3 separate regions of the Sus scrofa genome follow, and regions 1 and 3 are each linked to region 2. A link is a contact called in public HiChIP or PLAC-seq and promoter capture Hi-C data. All regions are on one chromosome and are shown on one strand. Each heading gives the region's core, a stretch centred on a gene start, on an enhancer-like site or on the middle of the called end of the contact. The rest is flanking DNA. Distances are from core to core; before and after follow the strand shown.

Region 1 (3,984 bases), core at 636-3,135, 39 kb before region 2:
AGAGAAATTCAGGGCTCAGTCTCCCTCCTGGGCAACTTATCACCTTATCTCCAGCAAGTCAGGTCTCCTAGCCCAACAACTGCACCGAACAAATTATGACCTGAATGGCAAGGAAAACTGTGTCACCTAGAGAAACCCAATTAACGACATGACTCTGCTCTCTTCAATTCCCCTCTCCCCTCCAGTCATATCGGGGGCACCCGTGCAGCTGACCGCCTCTCCCCACTACTTGCCGGGCTCCTCGGCTAACTCAAAAGCCAGAAGACAACTTCAACAGGGGCCTCCTGAGCAGCTAACCCAGAGACGGGAAATCGTGCCCTGGCCAACCCCTTAGCCTGCTGAGAAAGCCCGAAGGACACGAGACAAAAACCCCCCTCTGGGTGACTGGCAAGGGTCTTCACCTTGAAATCACTCAATTGCCCCTTAAGCCAGGGCTCCCTGCTGAAGAAAAACACACAAATGCTTCTGAAAGCTCCCAAATGAGGGCACGCAGGAACCCCAGGAGGGACAACAAATGGGTACTTGCAAGAAATTGCTGCTGCAGTGGTTTCCTCGGATCCCTTTTCTAATGAACCCCCCCCCCCCCCGAGATCTCCATTGCCTCCCCCTCCCGCCAGCAAAGCCACGAATACCCAGGCTTTTCCAAACCTGATGGACCACAGGCTGCGTTGTGTTTGTGTGTGTACATACATATAAACATCCTCTTCCCGGCCCAGGCCAGAGTTTCTGAAGATAAGAAAGGCGTCCCCTCCTCCCCCAGTGCACTTGTCTTTCCTCCCAGCCCCACACTGCTGCAGAGTTGGTAATGTAATATGCGGGGACCCTGAGACCGGAAATGCCTGGTTCTGGACTGCTGCACTTGAAACGCGACCGCAGGCACGGGGAGAGCTGTGCAGGGGGATGAGGGCGGCGGTGGGAGGTGTGAGGCCGAGCGGGGAGGCTGGAGTGCCGACCGGGAAAGAGATGCAATTCACGGCCGGGCGAGGAGGAGAAAGGGCGACGAGGGCGAGGCTGGCAAGGCAGTGGCAAAGTCAAAATTCGAGGAGGCGAGAAAGAGGAGGGGGAGGAAGAAGACCTAAGTAAGAGCAAGGGGGGAAAGAGGCCCCAGAGGAGGTCAGGGGCCAGGGAGGTGATCCTACAGGTTCAGGGGAGCCAGAGGGTGACCCTCAAGCACCTGGGAGAAGGGGGTCCGGAACCGGAGTAAAGGTAGAGGTGGAGGGAAGTGTGGGGGCGGGGCACCCCAGGGCGGGGACCGAACTAGCTCCCAGAATCTGCAGCGCGTGGAGAGCCGACGGGAGCAGAGGGCGGGGGCCCGGCGGCGGCGGCTGCGGCGGGCGCGGGGGAGAGGGGCCGGGGTCGCGGCGGGGGACAGGGCGCCCGGGGAGCGCGCGAGGCGTGCGGGCGCCCGCTCCCCTGCGGCGGGGACTGGAACCAGGGCGAGGCTGGGGGGCGGCGCGCTCACCCGCAGGGCGGACAGGTCGATGTCGTCCAGGCTGCGGGCGGGGGCTGGGTCGCCCATGGCCTCCGCGGGGAACCGGGCCCCGGGGCCGCTCACGCTCCGGCTCGGTTTTTCCGCTGCCGCCGTCGCCGCTTCTCCCCCATCGGGGGATCCTGGGGGCGGACTCCACCGCGCCTCCCCCGGAGAACGGGGAGGGGGAGGGCCGGCGGGAGGACCTACCCACCGACTGACAGGAGCGAGCGCCCCAGAGCCTGCAACCCGAGCCTCCCCGCTGTCCTGCGCAGGCGCCGAGTGGCCGCGCACCGGGAGGGTGGAAGAGGGAACGTGACGCGAGCGCGCCGAGCGCCCCCTCCCCCTCGGCGCCGACACCTGCGCGCAGGCGCAGGCGGGAGAGCGAAAGGCGCGCGCGAGGACCGAGCGGCCGCGCGAGCCTGGCGTGGAAGAAGTGGGCGGAGGCCGAGGCGGCCGGGGAGCGCGCCCACCAGCCGGCGCGCGTGCGCACACGCGTTTCCTTCCTTTCCCTTATTTTTTGCCCTTTCTCTCCCCCGTTTCCTTCCGAGCTCTCCTTTGATGCCTTTCCTTCCCTTTCCCTCTTCTTTCGTGTGCCCAGCTGCCAATCAAGCCACCCACCTCTCTATTTGCGGGGGAAGGGGGCGGGACCCAACCTCCTCTATTACTAGGGGGGGTTGTTATGGTAACTCCCCACGCGAGGGCTGGGTGGCCTCTAGATAGGATGGGCTGTCCACCCACCTAATTGCCATGGCAACAGTGGAGCCGCCGAGGGAGGGGCCTCTAGTTGAAAACTTGGCTGGAGAAACCACCTGGGAGCTGGGGAGTGGAGAGGGGCACTAACTGCCGGAGGAGTGCCCCTTACCCCCTTCCCTGGCTGGAGTGGAGAGTGTGGAAGAGGGGATCTCAGATCTCAGAATAGGGAATCCTACAGCCGACCTTTGTCTCTGCACTTCTTGTTCTGCACCAAGGAACTGTTTCAACAATTATTCATTGACTGATCATTGGAGCTGTGCCTGGGGGGAGGGGGTGGCAAGGAGGGGAGGAGGAGGAATGTATGTCCAACCCCTTCAAATCTTGCTTGGGTCACCTTAGGTCTAGTCGTGTAGGCATAGCACCCCCAGCCATTAGCCTCACTGGAGGCTGGGTAACGCTATATAAAGAGCAAGGACTCGTGTTCTGCCACAGACACGCTGTGTGACCTTGAGCAGGTTGCTTTGCTTCTCTGGGACTTTCTTTCACTGTGAATTTGAAGAAGGCTGCTTGATCTCTTCCAGCAACAAGGGTATCTCTGAGAGATCCCACCATTAGCCATAATGTAAATATCACTTAGGAGGGTTTGAATGGAAAATCCTTGGGGGAGTTCCCATCGTGGCTCAGTGGTTAAGGAAACTGACTAGTAACCATGAGGACGCAAGTTCAATCCCGGGCCCCGCTCAGTGGGATAATGAGCTGTGGTGTAGGTCACAGACACGGCTTGGGATCCTACGTTGCTGTGGCTGTGGCGCAGGCTGGTGACTACAGCTCCAATTCGACCCCTAACTTGGGAACCTCCATATGCTGCAGATGTGGCCCCAAAGAAGTTTTAAAAAAAAATTTTTTTAATTAAAAAAAAAAGTCCTTGGAAAGGGGCAGACACTCCTTTCTGGCCACTTCTTTATAGCCTATTCAGATGCACCTGGATTCTTGCTTCCCTCCCCCCTTACCTTGCTGTTCTTGTCTAAGCCATTGTCTTTGTCAAATCATTACTCACCTCAATGCTCTCTCTTTTTTTAATGGCTACACCTGTGGCATATGGACGTTCCCGCCAGGGAGTGAATCTGAGCCACAGCTGTGACCTACACCACCAGCCCCTGGGATCAAATCCGAGCTGCTGCAGTCAGGCTTTTAACTCACTGTGCCACAGCAGGAACTCTGACCTCTAACACTCACAGGCCTCCTACTTAGTCTTCGTGCCTGACCTGCTTAAGTCAGTTCTCCATACTCAGTGATTTTCCTAAAACTCGTATCTTTTTTTTTTTTTTGTCTTTTCTAGGGCTGCACCCACGGTACATGGAGGTTCCCAGGCTAGGGGTCTGATCGGAGCTGTTAGCTGCCGGTCTATACCACAGCCACAGCAATGCCAGATCTGAGCTGCCTCTTTGACCTACACCACAGCTCACCACAGCTCACAGCAACGCTGGATCCTTAACCCACTAATTGAGGCCAAGGATGGAACCCACAACCTCATGGTTCCTAGTCAGATTCGTTTCCACTGTGCCATGATGGGAACTCCCTGCATCATAATTTCTTTTTTCTTTTTCTTTCTTTTTTTTTTTTTTTTTTTTTTTGTCTTTTTGCCATTTCTAGGGCCGCTCTCGCGGCATATGGAGATTCCCAGGCTAGGGGTCGAATCGGAGCTGTAGCTGCCGGCCTACGCCAGAGCCACAGCAACTCGGGATCTGAGCCACATCTGCGACCTACACCACAGCAAACAGCAACGCCAGATCCTTAACCCACTGAGCGAGGCCAGGGAT
Region 2 (3,508 bases), core at 85-2,584:
AGTGCCCGCGGCCTGGGCCAGCGCAGCCCGCGCCTCTGCCTCTTTGACCCCCGGACACGCCAGCTCGAGCAAGCGGCCGCGACCCGGGAAGGCGAGGAATGCGAGGTGGGCGGCCTGACGGACCAGCCAGGGGTGGTGCGGGGCCAGGGCCGTGCTGTAGGCGTCGCTGCACTGGGCGCCGGCGTCCGGGCCTCCGGGCGGCCCGGTTGCCACCCGGTGGAGGCAGAGCTGGGACCAACGTAGCGCACGGTGCAGCAAGAGCATGGTTAGTGAACCCGGGTTCCGGGTCGAGTGCCGAGGGGCTACCCCGGGCCTCTCCCACGCCACCATGGTCGCCAGCGACGTGTAGTGAGCGGCCTCTGGACCGTGCACCAGAGCCTCGAGGACTGTCACTTTGGCGAAGGCCTCGCTTGTGGCGAAAGAGAAGATGGAGCCGAGGGGAGTTAGGAACCTGTATGTGTTCGATGGTGGGAAGGTTTGAGAGAGGGCGATGGTTCAAAAAGAGGCGGGGTCTGGATGGGGTAGGGAGACAACGAGCACTCACCTGACTAGCTCTCTCCACCCTGCCAGGTACTGCGACAACTCCACATCCCCTTTGGGGTTCAGACTGGCGCGGAACGGCCTCATTATGCGGCCCAGCATCCCGTGGGGGCTCAGACACTGAGGCTCTTCCCGTTCCAGTCCCTCCAGGGATCCTGACTGTTGCTGGGCCTGGGGGTTAGATATGAGGTGGGGGGTGGGGGTGGGGGGGAGTGCAGAGCCCCTAGCTTGCAGGGTTCACCACGCCTCGCATTTGGGCTCTGAAGAAATTATTGCTAAGGTCTAGCCAGTGTCCCTCCTGCTGTAACTCTCAGCTTCTAATTGGAGACGGGAGAGAAGGAGGATCCACCTTTCATCAGATCCTCGGCCTGGTCCACTTTCCCTGCTCAGGGTCCTACCTGGAACTCCTAGTCCCAGCCCTGCCCAGAGAGTACCTGGAAAGGTGGCAGTCCTTTGGCAATGCAGGACTGGGTCCCGGATCGGCAGCCTGAGAGGGCGCCTGGAGGAGGTGAGACAGAGCAGTGAGGGCCTTAGGTTCTGAGGGCCTGGAGTCCCGGATTCCTCCTGGAGCAGGTGAGGGAAGGGGCCACTCACGAAGGCTCTGAGCCCAGAGATAAAGAAGCAGTAGCGTGAAGATAATGAGAGGGATTGCACTGCGCCTCCAGCACCGAGGGACCCGCCGAGACAGTGAGGTGACCCCCATGGCTGCTTCAGGGACCACTGCCCTTGCCAGCCCCTGGCTAGTCCTTGTCCCTCCGCCTTCAGGAGAGGAGAGAAGACTGTGGTGCTCTGAGGTGCAAAGTGTTAATAATTAATCTAGTAAGGCCCCCTCCCCTGTGCCCTTTGCCCCAAAGGGCAGCATCTGAGGGGTGAGGGACTGGATGAAGAGGATTTGGGGTATTTAGTAGCAGTGACACGTCTCTACATTTCCCTTCCCTGAATGGCCAGGTTGTAGTGAGACGCAGCCTGGGTATTGTGAAGAGAGGCTGAAGTCAGAACCAGTTCCCCCAATGAGCAATGGTGTGAGCCCTAGGTTGACTCTGTGCTTGAATTCCCTCCACAGTAAATTGAAGGTAATAATAGGTTATTTTGCAAACTTCATGTGAGGATTAAATGCTATTATACGTGCAAACCTTGTAAATGGAAAAGCTTACCACAATTGCTCCATAAATCTTATCTATTAAGTTCAAGCATGGGGCACCTGGGATCCACGGAACACCCACTTCTAAGTTCTCTATCCTATCCCCATGGAATCTTAACTTGATCTGGATGCATGATGTCTTAATCATATACTTTAGGCTGTCTCCTTTTTTTTTTTAATTAAAAAAAATTCTTTTTTGTCTTTTTAGGGCTGCATCTGAGGCATATGGAAGTTCCCAGACCGGCCTACACCACAGCCACAGCAAGGCCAGATCAGAGCCGGGTCTGTGACCTACACCACAGCTCACAGCACTGCTAGATCTGTAACCCACTGAGGGAGGCCAGGGATCGAACCCAAGTCCTCATGGATACTAGTCAGGTTCCTTACTATAGAGCCACAATGGAAACTCCTAGGCTGTCTCCTTTTACATCTTTGAGATTTAATTTTTTTTAAACCTCCAGGTTGATGCCTGAATCATTCATCAAACCAATTTTTATTAACTACTTCCGCATGCCAGGCCTTGTACTAGGCTCCAAGAAGACAAATGTGCCTTCCCAGAGGTCAAGGTCCATTGGGAAATTTACCATCAGTCTGCCCTACTGGAATGTGAGCTCTGATGAAGAAAAGGGCCCTTCTTTTTTTTTTTTTTTTTTTTTTTTTTGTCTTTTTGCTATCTCTTGGGCCGCTCCCGGGGCATATGGAGGTTCCCAGGCTAGGGGTTGAATCGGAGCTGCAGCCACCGGCCTACACCAGAGCCACAGCAACGCGGGATCCGAGCCGCGTCTGCAACCTACACCACAGCTCACGGCAACGCTGGATCGTCAACCCACTGAGTAAGGGCAGGGACCGAACCCGCAACCTCATGGTTCCTAGTCGGATTTGTTAACCACTGTGCCATGATGGGAACTCCCGAAAAGGGGCCCTTCTTGCTACCCTATTTATAGCACTTAGAATATTGCCTGGACCAAAACCCATTATTCCTAAATAAGTATATATGGAATAAACAAAGGAACTTATATGAGGGGCAGGCAAATCAGTGGTGGTACTCTCCATGCAAATTTGAGCCAGTTTGGTTTTTTTTCCCCCCAGATCAGGAGTCCACCTGGTGGTCATAGCGGGAAAAACATTCAGGGGAAGGATAAGGAAGCAAGAGAGGAAACATCTGCTTTCAGCCCCCTGTCCACAAGCTTAGAATTTTCCTGTCTCTGTGCATTTTCTATCTTTTCTTTTCTTTTCTTTTTTGTCTTTTTTAGGGCCACACCCGTGGCATATGGAACCCTCCTCCTGGATGGAGCCCTCCTTCTGGATACTAGTTGGGTTTGTTACCACTAAGCCACAACAGGAACTCCTGTGTACATTTTCTTTTTTTAAAACGTTTTAAAATAAAGTATAGTTGACTTACAATGTTGTGTCAATGCATATATATATTTCTTTTTAGGCCTGTACTTGTGGCATATGGAGGTTTCCAGGCTAGTGGTCAAATCTGAGCTGCAGCTGCCTGCCTACTTCACAGCCACAGCAACAGAGGATCAGAGCCATGTCTACAACCTACACCACAGCTCATGGCAACTCCGGATCCTTAACTCTCTGAGTGAGGCCAGGGATCGAACCTGCATCCTTATGGATCCTCGTTAACCGCTGAGCCACAAAGGGAACTCCCTCAATGTATATTTTCTTTTGAGGGGGAGGGGTGTCCCAGAATCTCAAGGAGTTGGGGCTCCAGTCATTCACAAGATGTTTCCCAGCTGCCACAGGTCATGGATTCTTGCCCTGTCTCACTTTGATGTCCCTCACGTCCTGGAGGTTCCTTGTCTGCTGGGATTCTGG
Region 3 (3,957 bases), core at 743-3,242, 46 kb after region 2:
CAGGAGATCTTATACTAATTCTATATATTTTTTAATGACTAAAACTTATTTTTATAATTATTGCCTCTTCTTTCTGCAAACCCTGGCCCTATACCCTTGCCCCCCTTACCATGATTCCTGGCTTCAGCTTCTTTACTGATGGCCGCCCAACTCCACCCCCATCCTTGTCTCAAGCCTCTCTTTGCACCCCATCAGTGTTCCCCCCAAGCCCACAGTGAGGGGAGGCTCTCCCACCCTCCCTCCTCAGCAGCTGCCACACAGCCTGGTTTTACTTCCTCAACCTCTTTCATCACCCGTATATGCCCCAGTGAGAGTCCGAGCTCCTTGTTTTTAATGTTATTGTTTTTATTATCAAAACTCCTAGTTCTCCTTTTGTCTCTTCCAATGAAGAAGAATGTGTCTTCATTGGCCCAAGTCTGTGGGGAGCCTGGGGCAGGGACATGAGGAAGTGGGTTCAGTGTCTGATTCTCCATCTCCTGTCTGAGCTTGTCAGCGCCTGGTGAAGTGCCCGGCAGGGGCACCCTGCTGGAGTAGCGAAGGCACAGCCGTGGGTGGGCTTGGTCTTTAAGTTTCTCCATTCCCACCTTTTGCTCCCCTTGTCCTCCTAGCCTCTGACCAGCTGGGCATATTCAGGGCAGCCCTGCTTCCATCCTCCAGGTTCTGTGTCGGGTTGCAAGTGGAGCTCTCCCTCCAAGCTTTTCACCTGCCCAGCCTAGTTTTCCAGCATCTGCTCACAGGTTCGGGCCACCTCATTGAGCTTGAGACGAGCATAGTCCACTCGCTTCAGGGCCATCTGACAGTCCTTCCTTGAAGAGTAACTGGAGCCCTCATGGGGCTGCCCTGTGGCCACCTACAGGACATTCAGATTGATCAATGAAGCACCCCTTCTCTTTCCCATCTCCACAATCAGGCATCAGGTGCATCAGGTCTCATTTTTTCCCAGAGTTTGAATTTGCTATGCCATATGGTAACTGGATTACCTGGGGGGCATCACTGAACTTCGCTTAGCCTCATTTGTAAAATGGGGATGACCATAACTACTTCCCCTAGAGTTAGGGGAAGTCAAATAGTTAAGTAGTTAGAGTTATAGGACTCGATAATGCAGAGTGTTTGGCACATTGTAAAAGTTTAGTAAATAGTGGGTGCTGCTATATTGATGTCAGACTCTTTCAATCCTGTTCCTCTGCTCAGGCGGTAGCCATCTGGGACCCCATACCCTTGATCAAGTTTCGAAGGGAAAATCCTGTGGCTTTGACACGGTTTACTCGCCCCCTCCCAGGGCTTTTCCATCCAATGGCTCAAGTGATGCAACTCCGTGACGCAGGCAGGGTCCGCCTTTAATCCTTTCCTTTTAGAGGAAAAGGCAGGCGCTGGAAGGGAGGGGCCCTGCCAAGGTCTTCCGGTCTGCTAGGTAAGGCGGGTCTTGCCTGATTTCCGAAGACAAAGCTAGGCCGGGAACCTCAGAAGGGTAAAGGCTAAAACAGAGAGCTGGGGGGAGGGAGGGCCACGGAGCACGTCCCACCACACACACACCTGCGTGAGATAGCGGATCTGAGCCGACAGCTCCGCCTCCACGTGCTGCACCGACGCCGTAAAGGCCGCTGCCTGTCGGTCTAGTAGCCGCTCATTGGTTTTTTCCTTGGACAGTTCTAAGATCACGGTACCTGTGGGATTGGAGAGAGACCTAGGGCGGGGATAGTACAGCCCCGCCCCAGGGGCAGCCCCACCTACTCCTGCTCGCTCCGCGCGCGCTTAGGATCCCTCCCAACCCGGCTCCCAGTCTCCGGTCGGCGCATGTGCACACAGTTGTTCTCGCTCCCGCTCCCCCTCCGGTCGTCGTATCTCGAACCTGCATTCTGAAGAATGGCTCCAATTTCCCGTTCGATGTCTTCTAGGGCGCGTAACCGCTCGTTCGCCAGGCTGTAGGTAGCCATTGTCACTCTGGGACAGGACTTTCTCCTTTTCCAAAATGCGACGGAAAAGTGTCCGGAAGTGGCTGTCGGTTTGCGCTTGCGCGGAAGGTGCTCGTTCGCTAACACTACAGCTCCCAGGATGCTCAGCGCGGTCTCGGCCTTCTCCGTTCTTCTGGCGAACTACAACTCCCAGGGGCTCCTGCGCGTGGTCAGGTCTGCCCCCGCATCGCTTAACCACCTGTGGTAAGAGGCAGAATCGAGATATTCCCCAGCCTGAGGCCATTCGAAGCTGTCCACTTTCACACTGCCTTGTGGTCTGTGTTTAATTTCTTCTACAAGAATTTACTGAGCGTCTTCTGGGTGGTAGGTGATGAGGGTGGGAGCTCTGGGGTATTCCAGACTGCGCAGCCGTGGACCCTCTGTCTGCCTATCCCACTCCGCCACCTATCGGGACCTGGGGAAAACTGAACTTGGTGAGTGGTCCTTATTCGCCCTAGCGCTTCCCCCACTTCTGGAGCCCAGCTGAAACAGACTGTCAGTATATTCTGAGAAAAGTTGGTCCATTTTCCCTCTCTGCCTATTATGGGGTTGACCCTGGCTACAGAGCTGAATGAGGTGGACGCTTAACGTGACAGTGGGATAGGTGTTTTATTAGAGATACGCCCAAGGGTGTATCTCTAGGAATACAGAGAAAGGATTCTGGAAGGAAATGCTGCTTTTACGGAGTCTTAAGGCTTAACCGGTGCGTGAGAGGTTGAAGTGGATGACGGAAAAGCCCAGGCAAGCGCGAGGTGCTGTGAAGGGGGCTGGAACATTAAGTAGGGCGTTCAGTTTAGGGTGAATGAGTGTGGTGGTGGGGAGGTGTGATGGGGAGACTGGGCTGGGGAGCCACATCGGGAAACAGCTTGCAGGCTAAGGAATCCTGACTTTATTTTGAAGGCATTTGGAGCCTTTGAAGGATTTTCAAGAAGGGTGCTCTGACCAGCTTTACCTTTTAAGAAAGATCAATCTCGAAAGTTTATGGAAAATTGAGAATGAAGCCAGTTTGCACAGGGTGAGCAAACGAATGGGAGACTTTCAGTTAAACTTCACTTCTTTCTTAAATCCTAATAAAATAGCAATAAGGGGATTTTATAAAGGGGTCCAGGAGAAAGAGAGAGGAGTTAATAGCAAAGCTTTAGATAGAAATCGGAAGGCAGAAGGGTACATGGTAACTGACTTGGCAGTGAAGTGGTAACTAAGCCAGCAGTGAAGAAAGCTTAGAACCAGCCTGATGTACCCTTAAATCGGTGGCACACAGCAGTATATCTGGGCTGTAGGTAGTATTAAAATTAGGAGGATAATTTGAAGTAGTTAGACGCCCCCCCCCATCCCCTCCTTTACTTCATATATCTTGGACACTACTCATCAGATTGCTGGAAGTTTCTTTGTTGGAGTTGGAAGACAGAGAGTCTTTGGCATGGAGGGCACCTGGGCCCGAGTGTGTTGAAAACAGAGATTAAGTGAAAGTTTAACTAGTGGTAGTTTCTAGAACTCTGGAAACCAGACTTATACCTTCTATGTAAGAGACTAGAAGACTCTCATCGGGAGAATTTGACTATTCAGAGAAAAGACCCAAGCGTAACGTCAGCGGTTCTCCAGGCAGTTAGCCGGTTTGCCCCATAGTGAAACCTATAGTTGATAAGTCCCAACTGTGTCCATAGATCTAATCACCCTCTTAGCCCCTCACCCTTAAAAATGAGCAGACATAAGACAAAGGATTTGATGAAACTTTCTAACATGAAAGGCAGAGGCCAAAATAAACAGGAAGAAACAACAACAGCAAATAACCCCTTAAATAATATAGATTAAAACTTAAGGGGAGTTCCTGTCATGGCTCGGTGGTTAATGAATCTGACTAGGAACCATGAGGTTGCGGGTTCGATCCCTGGCCTTGCTCTGTGGGTTAAGGATCCGGCGTTGCCGTGAGCTGTGGTGTAGGTCACTGATGTGGCATGAATCCTGCGTTGCTATGGCTCTGGTGTAGGCCGGTGGCTACAGGTCC

The links. Promoter capture Hi-C pulls out the DNA fragments that hold promoters and counts their contacts. HiChIP or PLAC-seq counts read pairs in DNA pulled down with a chosen protein or histone mark.
Region 1: a promoter capture Hi-C map of liver shows a contact between it and region 2, with 1.7 times the contacts expected there. The contact joins the promoter of MINK1 here to the promoter of GLTPD2 in region 2. A contact is called at or near these places in 1 of 5 promoter capture datasets (liver), 5 of 47 Hi-C or Micro-C datasets (blood, embryonic fibroblasts, fibroblasts and 2 more) and 2 of 2 datasets of contacts at active chromatin or transcription factors (alveolar macrophages and skeletal muscle).
Region 3: a contact with region 2 is called in an H3K27ac HiChIP or PLAC-seq map of alveolar macrophages. The contact joins the promoter of MED11 here to the promoter of GLTPD2 in region 2. A contact is called at or near these places in 1 of 5 promoter capture datasets (liver), 21 of 47 Hi-C or Micro-C datasets (adipocytes, alveolar macrophages, blood and 13 more) and 2 of 2 datasets of contacts at active chromatin or transcription factors (alveolar macrophages and skeletal muscle).

Annotation. Positions count from the first base shown.
Region 1 is chr12:52,064,802-52,068,785 of Sscrofa11.1, forward strand. It overlaps MINK1 (misshapen-like kinase 1), which reads right to left and starts at 1,886. Exons shown (of 32, transcript XM_021067776.1): 1 at 1,463-1,886. The coding sequence starts at 1,519.
Region 2 is chr12:52,104,800-52,108,307 of Sscrofa11.1, forward strand. GLTPD2 (glycolipid transfer protein domain-containing protein 2) reads right to left here and starts at 1,335. Exons shown (of 4, transcript XM_003131910.6): 1 at 1,135-1,335; 2 at 975-1,039; 3 at 545-711; 4 at 1-451. The coding sequence starts at 1,243.
Region 3 is chr12:52,150,211-52,154,167 of Sscrofa11.1, forward strand. MED11 (mediator complex subunit 11) reads right to left here and starts at 1,993. Exons shown (of 3, transcript NM_001244823.1): 1 at 1,850-1,993; 2 at 1,534-1,664; 3 at 328-850. The coding sequence starts at 1,934. The coding sequence ends at 713. It also overlaps a transcript of CXCL16 not described here.